Linked DNA regions of Sus scrofa: all the other regions are linked to region 1. Evidence: chromatin contacts called from public HiChIP or PLAC-seq data. All regions are on one chromosome and are shown on one strand. Each heading gives the region's core, a stretch centred on a gene start, on an enhancer-like site or on the middle of the called end of the contact. The rest is flanking DNA. Distances are from core to core; before and after follow the strand shown. Region 1 holds the start of RPL32 (ribosomal protein L32). Region 2 holds the start of RAF1 (RAF proto-oncogene serine/threonine-protein kinase). Region 3 holds the start of PLXND1 (plexin-D1).

What was found. HiChIP or PLAC-seq counts read pairs in DNA pulled down with a chosen protein or histone mark.
Region 2: an H3K27ac HiChIP or PLAC-seq map of alveolar macrophages shows a contact between it and region 1. The contact joins the promoter of RAF1 here to the promoter of RPL32 in region 1. A contact is called at or near these places in 1 of 5 promoter capture datasets (liver) and 1 of 2 datasets of contacts at active chromatin or transcription factors (alveolar macrophages).
Region 3: a contact with region 1 is called in an H3K27ac HiChIP or PLAC-seq map of alveolar macrophages. The contact joins the promoter of PLXND1 here to the promoter of RPL32 in region 1. A contact is called at or near these places in 1 of 47 Hi-C or Micro-C datasets (embryonic fibroblasts) and 1 of 2 datasets of contacts at active chromatin or transcription factors (alveolar macrophages).

The regions. Positions count from the first base shown.
Region 1 is chr13:68,791,702-68,794,466 of Sscrofa11.1, forward strand. RPL32 (ribosomal protein L32) reads right to left here and starts at 1,477. Exons shown (of 5, transcript NM_001001636.1): 1 at 1,457-1,477; 2 at 157-257. The coding sequence starts at 252.
Region 2 is chr13:68,656,484-68,659,245 of Sscrofa11.1, forward strand. RAF1 (RAF proto-oncogene serine/threonine-protein kinase) reads right to left here and starts at 1,427. Exons shown (of 17, transcript XM_021069350.1): 1 at 1,029-1,427.
Region 3 is chr13:68,995,358-68,998,144 of Sscrofa11.1, forward strand. It overlaps PLXND1 (plexin-D1), which reads right to left and starts at 1,268. Exons shown (of 35, transcript XM_021069364.1): 1 at 1-1,268. The coding sequence starts at 1,212.

The DNA of each region.
Region 1 (2,765 bases), core at 227-2,726:
GTGCCAGTAAGGCATCTTCAGGGACTCTAGGGATGCTACAGAGCTTTGCCACCAGACACAGACCAGCTCATCTACCAAAAACCATCTTCTGAGGTGGGGATCCCAGAAACCCAACAGCCTTTCTTCACCCCGACACTCCCATCCCTGGCCATATACCTTAATTTTGACATATCGGTCTGACTGGTGCCGGATGAACTTCTTGGTCCTCTTTTTGACGATCTTGGGCTTCACAAGGGGTCTGAGAGCAGCCATGATGCCTAGAGAAAGAGGCAAAAGACCAGTCAACAAGTCTCAGAAGGAGGCTTTCCTGCAGGGGCTTGAACACTGTTGCAGAGTGTCTTCCAATCACCAGCTACCAAGCAAGCTAGGAATGGAATGGGTACCTCTGCCAGGCTTGCTGTCCCTCCCGACTCCGAAGCTGGCAGAATACTAGCCATTCTCCAGATGCGATCCTGGGAGGTAAGGGGTCACCTCACCCACTCAAAAGCTAAGAAATAATGCCTAAAACCAACAGCAAAGGGTAAATCTGTAGAGAAGCAGTAAGTCCCATTCGAGTCTCAACTGCAGGCCAGGGGCAATCCACATGACCCCAAATCTATTTCCTCACTGTAAGATGCAGATATTGCACATTCAACACTTGCAGTGCCGGGACCAAGAAACCTGTAATTACCCTAGGAGGCTGCTAACACTCAAAGGACACCCCAAAACTGTGAGGTTCTTCTAAAGTGCCTGGAGGCCTTGGAACACACCTGGTCATCACCTTAAAATGTCACCTTCCTCAAGGCCTTCCCGCTACCCTATTTTTACTACTGTAGCACACTTTCTCTCTGTTCACGTTCATCAATATCTTTGCCCAGCACAGAGCTGGGACTCAATTTGTCCAGAAAACGAACGACCTCCTGCCCCCAATGGTCTCCTCAAAAGACAAAACGCAGTCCAACATTCCCAGACATCCCGACCCGACACCAAAATTTCGGTTAACTGAACAAGTCGACTCGCAGTCGCGTTTTGTTTTGCTTTTGCTGATCCCCCCCACCGCAGCAACCCCAAGGCCAGAAACTGGAGAGAAGCGAGCGCCGAGATGAGGATTCAGACAAACACAGGTAGGCAGACATCGCTGAGGGGGCGAGGCGATAACTTGAGCTCAGAGCCGTTAGGCCTGAATCACTCATCGCTCCGCGACCCCCAGGAACTCCTTAGCGCGCGGCGTCCCCAGTGCTCATACAAGCTGTTCGTAACTGACCCCAGGTGGCCTCCGTAGGAGGCAAGGGAGCCCTGCGAAGGGAGCCGCCATCACCGCCAGGCCGCTTCGCTCTGTTCTTTGTACGCGCTCCAACCGACCGACAAGGACAATGCCCACCCAGACGACCGCTCGGAAGGTTAGGCCTCCTTAACAGGGCACGATGGAGCCAGATGGACACCACAGAAATGCGGATGGCCAACGATTAACACTCACCAGGCGGGCGATGGCTGCCACCTCCGTAAGGCAGCGCCGAGGAAGAGAGGGAAGGGTGCGCGCGGGGGCTGATGGGACTTCACCTCTGGGTCCCGGCAGGGAAAAGAGGAGCACTTCCGGCTATTGGTCTTTCAAAGAAACTAAAGACACGTCAGAGGAATAATTCTGAAAAAACGTCGAGAGCCACCTGTGTTTTCCTAGACATTAATATCTAGGAGTATCTCTGAAAATTTTCGTGCCTGCTGATGGGACAACGTAAAAATTTGGAATTCTTTTTGAGCTTCTAAGACCTGGCGAGGAGGAGCCACTTCCGCCAGGAACTGAAGCCGCCCTCCGCAGGATTATCCAGTTTTTAGATTATTTCCGCCCACGTTTTTTCTTTCGACGTGCGCCTCTTAGTGGCCTGGAGGGAATAAAACAGTGACTGCGGAATTCCCCCACGTGAATTTAAAGAGCAAATAGACTGTGTAACAGCTCTCATTCAATGGGCTTCTCACAGTTCTGTGAAGGTAGTTCTATCAATTTCCCCATTTTACAAGTGTAGAGAGTGAAGTTTGGAGTTTTTACTCCAAAAACCACACTTCTGACCATAAGGCTAAACTGTCTAGTTTTTAATTGTTGTTCTTGGCTTGCTTCGTTTTAGCTTTTGTTTTTAAGATTGCTGTGAAAATCAAATTTCAGAGAAAAGAAGCCCCTTGATTCCACAATCCGAACATGATAGGGTTATCATGTCATCAGTGACCTGAGGTAGAGAAGTTCCAGGCCAGCTGGAGACCAAAGCTGAAGGGGATTGTGTTGTCGACTGAGTGATGGGTGAGAAGGGAAGGGAGTGAGTGTTGACAACTCCTCCCTGACATTTTGACTGTGGAGGGGAGTGTGAGGAGACCCAGAAAAGTGAACCGTGAAATGTGAAGTGAAGGTCTGGTCCAAGGTCACACAGCTCACCACCTGGGGAATCCTGCTGGTCCTGGGGGCTGAAGGAGTCAGCTGGGGTTCCAGGCAGGAAGGCACTGTGCTAACAGCAGCCCACATGGTGTGTGCCATGAAGGAGAAGGTCTTGACAGGGTCAGGTGAGTGAAGCGGGTGACCAGTCATGAACAATTGGGCATTCTTGCAGTTGTGAAGGCCTAAGAAATTTAGAAGAATGACCCAAATGGCTTAGACCTTGCAGGATGAGAGACTTGCTGCTACTTATTTGAGGGGGGCACAGGGGCACCACACTGCCTGCTGCTTCCCAGTAGGCACCGAGACCCAAGATAAGAGGCTCAGGACCTCAGCTTTCCAACACCCCTCTGGCCACAGCTCCTAA
Region 2 (2,762 bases), core at 177-2,676, 140 kb before region 1:
TTCCTCAACTCCCCCAGGCAAAACTAGATCCAAATTCCCACGGCACTTGGTAAGTCCATCCTAATCACAGCGCATTGTTTTCACGCCTTGCGAGCAAACAGAGGGCGGACTCCCTCCACTCAGCCCAAAGAGAACAAGGCATGCAGAAATACTCAATGAACGTGCGCTGAATCCACTCCCTCCCGAGACTGGCTGATCCTCTAGAAACCGGTCACATCTCAAGGAGACACAGGAGATCCTATCTTTCTTCGCACCAGAGAAAAAATACCAGAGGGCACACCCAGAGCCCTTGGAAGAGAACAATGAATGAACACCGCTGCCTCACCTCTCCTGAGGTCCAAACGCCTCTCGGCATCGACTAGCTCTGCAGAGCCTCTGCAGCTGCAGAACTGAAGCGTCCAGGCGCTTCTAACTTCATACAAAAGACAGCCCTAGATCTTCATTCCAAAGCCTCCCGGGGCCAACCGTCAGTCTAAGCATCCCAAACCTCTCATTAGTAACCCGCAGAGTCCTGAAACCCAACCGGAGGCCCCTAGGTCTTTGTGGTGGGGCGCTGACCTATTTCCTCCTCTCCTCCCCGACTGCTCCCATTTTCCCCGAAAAGGGTTGTCACTTGAGTGACGGACGCTGAGAGAAGATGCAAGCCTGGGTCCCCCACTCCGCGGCAAGAAATGAAATGAGCCCAACTGAGTGACACACAGACCCGAGGCAGCTCTGGGCAGATTTTCCCGTGGTCAAAATACAAGGAATGTGCACCGGGTACAGGGGTGGCACTGGCATGTTTCCCCGAAACACAAGGAAACCTGAGTGGGGCTGTGGGAACTCGGCTCGCCGGCCATGACACCGGGCCCCGGGGCCCCCGCCCGCCCAGAACCAGCCGGGGTGACAGGGGCCTGGCCCGGGCCCTCCACCCCGCAGCCGCGGGGCCGCCCCGTCAGCGCCGCGCAGGCCGGGCCGCCGGGGAACTCGGCCCCCTCAAACAGGCCGCCCGGCATCCCCGGCATTCAGGACCCGGCCCTACCGCCTACCTGAGGGAGCCGGGCCGCCTCCTTGTCCAGCCGTCCGGCGGCAGCGGTGGCGGCTGGTCCGCTCCTCCTCCCCGCGGTGGGTGAGGGAGCGGGAGGCGGTCACATTCGGCGCGTCCCCAGCCCAGGGGACGGGACCCCAGGCAGCCCCCGCATCGTTGCACAAGCGCTCCGCGCCTCAGGGCACACGCCCCAAAGCCCGGCCAGCTGGCCCTCTTTGGGGCCCAAGAAGAGCGGCAGAAAGCCTTCGCGTCTCACGCTCGTTCTCGTCCTACTCCCGCCATCTAAGATGGCGGCCCCAGCGCCCGCGATGAAGAGACTCTCGGGCGGCCCCGGCTAGCGAGCCCTCCACTCGGTGCTCCTCCCCTCGACCTGCGGCGCCAGCAGTTCTCTGCTTCTGCGCGAGCTCGCTCGGCAGGCGACTTCAATTTGGCTCTGGCATCCACCGCTCTGGCCTGAACTTGGGCCCCGCCTTTCAGGGGGCGTGGCCGCTTAACCGCGCTCGTCGCCATTTCCTCGCCGTCAGAGCTGTAGGTCGGGTGTCGTCTGGTCCCCGGAGAGGCAATTGGGAGGGGCTGGAGTTTAGCTGCCCCGAAGAAGTTTAAGGCCTAGAGGAGGCCAGCCTGCCGGCATCACAGAGTCCAGAGATAACCAGACGTGCTTGAGAACTCGAAGCATAGAGGACGGTGTCTAGCTTTGGCGCGTCCTCCCTGGAGCCCTACACATCTGTTGTCAAATCGCGACTCCGCCGCCTACCCGTCATGTGGGAAAGTCCCTAAACTTTTCTGCGTCTCAATTTCCTCATCTGTAAATTGGGGGTCCTTTTTCCTCCATCAGACTGGCAAAAAGTTAAAAAGAGTGATGATATCTAGCCTGGTCCAAGATGCGTGAAAACGTGCTATGTACCTTCATTCTGCCCTGGAGGGAATGGATATCCGGAGCGCAATTTGGGTTATCTCTGGATATCTTAATGCGTATACACAGCAAGTGCACTTATAGCACTAATTCTAGAAAAATACGCGTAGCACAAAAAGGCATGTGCTAAGATGTTTTTGCCATGTTGTTCTGAGTTAAAGATAACAGTAGGGAAAATGAAATAGGAAACAGGTTAAAGTCTGCTCCCTCCACGGTACAGGCTATCCCTCTGATAAAGATGTCTATATCCATGTACTAATTTTTTTTTTAATCCAAGACTTTAAATTTTACAAAGAACATGTACAGAATGATTTTATTTATTCAAATACAGGCATACAAAACTACCCAGTACCATGTACAATGCTTCTTTCATTTAAATCTTTATTGAGTGCCTATTGTGTACCACACATTGTCCTGGGTATTGGGAAGTCAGCAATAATCAAAAGCTCTGTCTTCTAGTGATGATGAGAAACCAAAAGAAAATGTAAATAATAAATTCGGGTGATCATATGTACAGTATAAAGGAAAATGAAGATGAAGTAAGAAGAGATAATGGCAGGTGTATGTGGGCCAACATAAATATATATAAATACCAGTAAATACATATATGTATATGTAAATACACAAATATATATATATAAGTAAATGCACAGAAAAGACTGGAAGGTACTGAATACAGAAGGACCATGAGGGATTTTTTTTTTTTAAACTAGGAATAATAACGGTGATATCTACCTGACAGGATTAAATGAGATAAAACATGGAAAGTACTTCCCACAGCGCCTGGGGGTTGAGGCTGAAAGCCAAGGTTCAAATTTGGAC
Region 3 (2,787 bases), core at 18-2,517, 200 kb after region 1:
TGCGGCGCGGATTGCGGCTTGCACGTCGGCGAAGCGGAAGGCACAGAGCGCCGCAGGAGCTGTACGGGCCGCCAGGGCTCCCTGCGGCCGCTCGAAGACCGCAAAGAGCCTCTCTCGCGCGGGAAAGACCGATACCAGGCGGCTGTAGAGATCGCCGCGGCCCGCGCCGCCCGCGCACTGCAAGCCTAGCTGGATGTAGGACTCAGTGAGCTTCTTGGCGTCGCCGCCGGCGCCGCGGGGCAGGCAGATGCGCGCCAGCAGGCTCCGCGCCTGGCTCTCCTTGTCGCCCGCGCGCGCCTCGCTGTTGAGCGCCAGATACGCGTAGGTCTGGGCTCCCGGCTGCGGGTCCGGAGGATGCAGGAAGGCGCGCACGAAGCCCAGCTTGTGCTGCTCCTTGGCGCTCTGCTTGATCTTGAGAATGTTGTCGTCGGAGGGATTGAGGTCGAAAGTGAAGAGCTTGGCTAGGTCGCCGCGCGCATCCAGGGAGCGGATGGAGATTTCGGGCGTGTTCTCGAAGCGGTGGTCCTCCAGGCTGGAGTTGCGCGGGAAGAAGGCGCTGCCGTAGCCCGTGTACGTGGCGCCCACGAGCAGGCGACTGCCCCCGGTGCCGGCGGCCGGCGGCAGGACCAGCCCCACGGTGGACGCGTTTGGGTGGTTGGCCGCCACGTTCAGCATGCTGGGGAACACCGTGACGGGCTGGGCGGGCGGCGCGGCGGGCGGGAAGTGCACCGCCACCGCCGAGATGTTGCCCCGCCGCCGCAGCTGGCAGAAGCCCTGGTAGATGGAACCGCACACGACCACCAGGCCCTGGCCCGGGTCCAGCTGCAGGATTTTGTTGTAGTTGTCAGTGAGGCGCCGCGGGTGCTCGCACGAGGCCTGAGGCAGCTGCGGGGCGTGACACAACGGGCTGTCCGCCACTGGGCCCACGGCCGCCTCGGCCTCCAGGCTCAGGTTAGCGCCCGACAGCTGGTAGAGGCGGTTGACGGCCGCCAGGTACACCGTCCCCGCCGCGCCGTCCAGGGCGAAGTTGTTGGTGGGCGTGGGCGAGGGGAACCGGCGCTGGATCTCCAGAGCGTCGATCCGCGCCGCCCCCAGGAACAGCAGAAGCAGAAGCGGACACGACGGGGCCGGGAATGGCGGGCGCCGCGGCAGGGGGCTGGCCGCGGCGGCCCGGGCGCTAAGGGGTGCGCCGCCCGCGGCGCGACGAGCCATCCGGGCGTGCGCGGGCTGCGCGGCGCGGCGAGTGCATGGGGCGCGGCGCGGCCGGGAGCCGGGAGTCCGGAGGCGGCAGGAGGCGGGGGGCGGGCCCGGGCCGCGAGGCGCTTCCTGCCCGCGCCAGCCGCCCCCGGCCCCGGCGCCCCGGCCGGGCTCAGCAGCTCAGCGCAACCCGGGGGCGGGACGGGGGCGGCTCCGCTGCGGACACGCCCTCGCGCCCCGCCCCCGCCGCGCCCCGCCCGGCCGCGCCCCGCCTCCTGGGCCCCCTCCCGCCCGGGGCCCACCTCCCCTGGCGTCCCGGGCCTCAGCCCCCGGCTGCCACCCTGCCCTCCGGCTGCCGGGCCCCCGCTCGGCTGTCGGTGTGTCCCGCCGCCCCGTGCCCTCCAGGACCTTCCCGCGCGGCGACCGCGGCCCAGGGCTCCCTTCCCGGTGCTGCCTCCGCCTCCGTCGCTGGTTGCTTTAGTTCCTTCTCCCTCTTGGCTGTTTGGCCTGTCTCTCGGGCTTGTTTTATTTTTTCCTTCCTTTTTTCTGCCGTCTCTGTCTCTCTTCCCTTCTCGATGTCTGTCTCTCAGTGTCTCCCTGTCTCTGTGCTCCCCCTCCACCCCCACCCCCCCGACTCCTTGCGTGTTGTCGCTCCTTGTCTCAGTCTCTGCTTGTCTTTCGCTCTCCGTGTTACGTCGCCCCCACCCCCACTTTCTCCCCTGTATCCTCTCTCCCTTCTCTCCGTTTTTCTGTGCCTGGTTCTCCTCCCACCTCCCCTACCCCGGTCCCCTCGGCCAGTCTCTGTCTCCCTCCCTCTCTTTCTCTCCATCCCTCTACCCGCTCTGTCCACCCTCCTCTCTGGCGCCCTCCCCCTCTCTCTCCTCACTCTCCACTCCCTTTCACAGGCACCCCCAGGGGCAGCTGGGGAGGGGGCACCACCCCATTCAATCCCATGATCTGTCCTTCAAACCCCAGCCCCAAAAGAGGTTGGACAGGTGACAGGGACAAAGGGACCAGAGCTCCAGGGTCAGACATGAAACAGGGAACGTGGAGAGGAACTGTTTCAGGCCTGTGCCAACCGGGGGGCCACCCAGAGTAAGATGTCAGTCCTGGAGGATGATGGCCCTAGGACGCCCACAGTTGCCTCCTCTGGAGACCAAGCTGCCCTCCCACTCACTTTATTTGGGACTCTGGAAGGATCTAAAATCCTCCCAGATTTAGTGGAAGATCAGCCACAGGTGAGCTGGCACTGGGCCTACTTCTCCTTTCACCTGGGAGGAGCAGGTGAGCACTTGGGGCCCAGGCAGGCAGTGATGACTACAGGGCCATAGAGCCTGCATCAGGAGTATGCATGGCCTTGGCCACAGTGGGTGCCAAGGTGCAGTTCGCCCCCTGCCAGGCACTCTGCCAAGCCCTTCACCCACACAGCCACCTTCTGAGGCTGGTACTATTATAGTCCCACCTTATAGATGCAGAGCCTGAGGCCCCAGAGGTGAAGGGACTGGCCCAAGAGGCACAGCGCTTAAGGAGCAGAACTATGACCTTTGAAAGCCCAAGTCAGCCAGCTCCAAACATCCACCCCCCTCAACT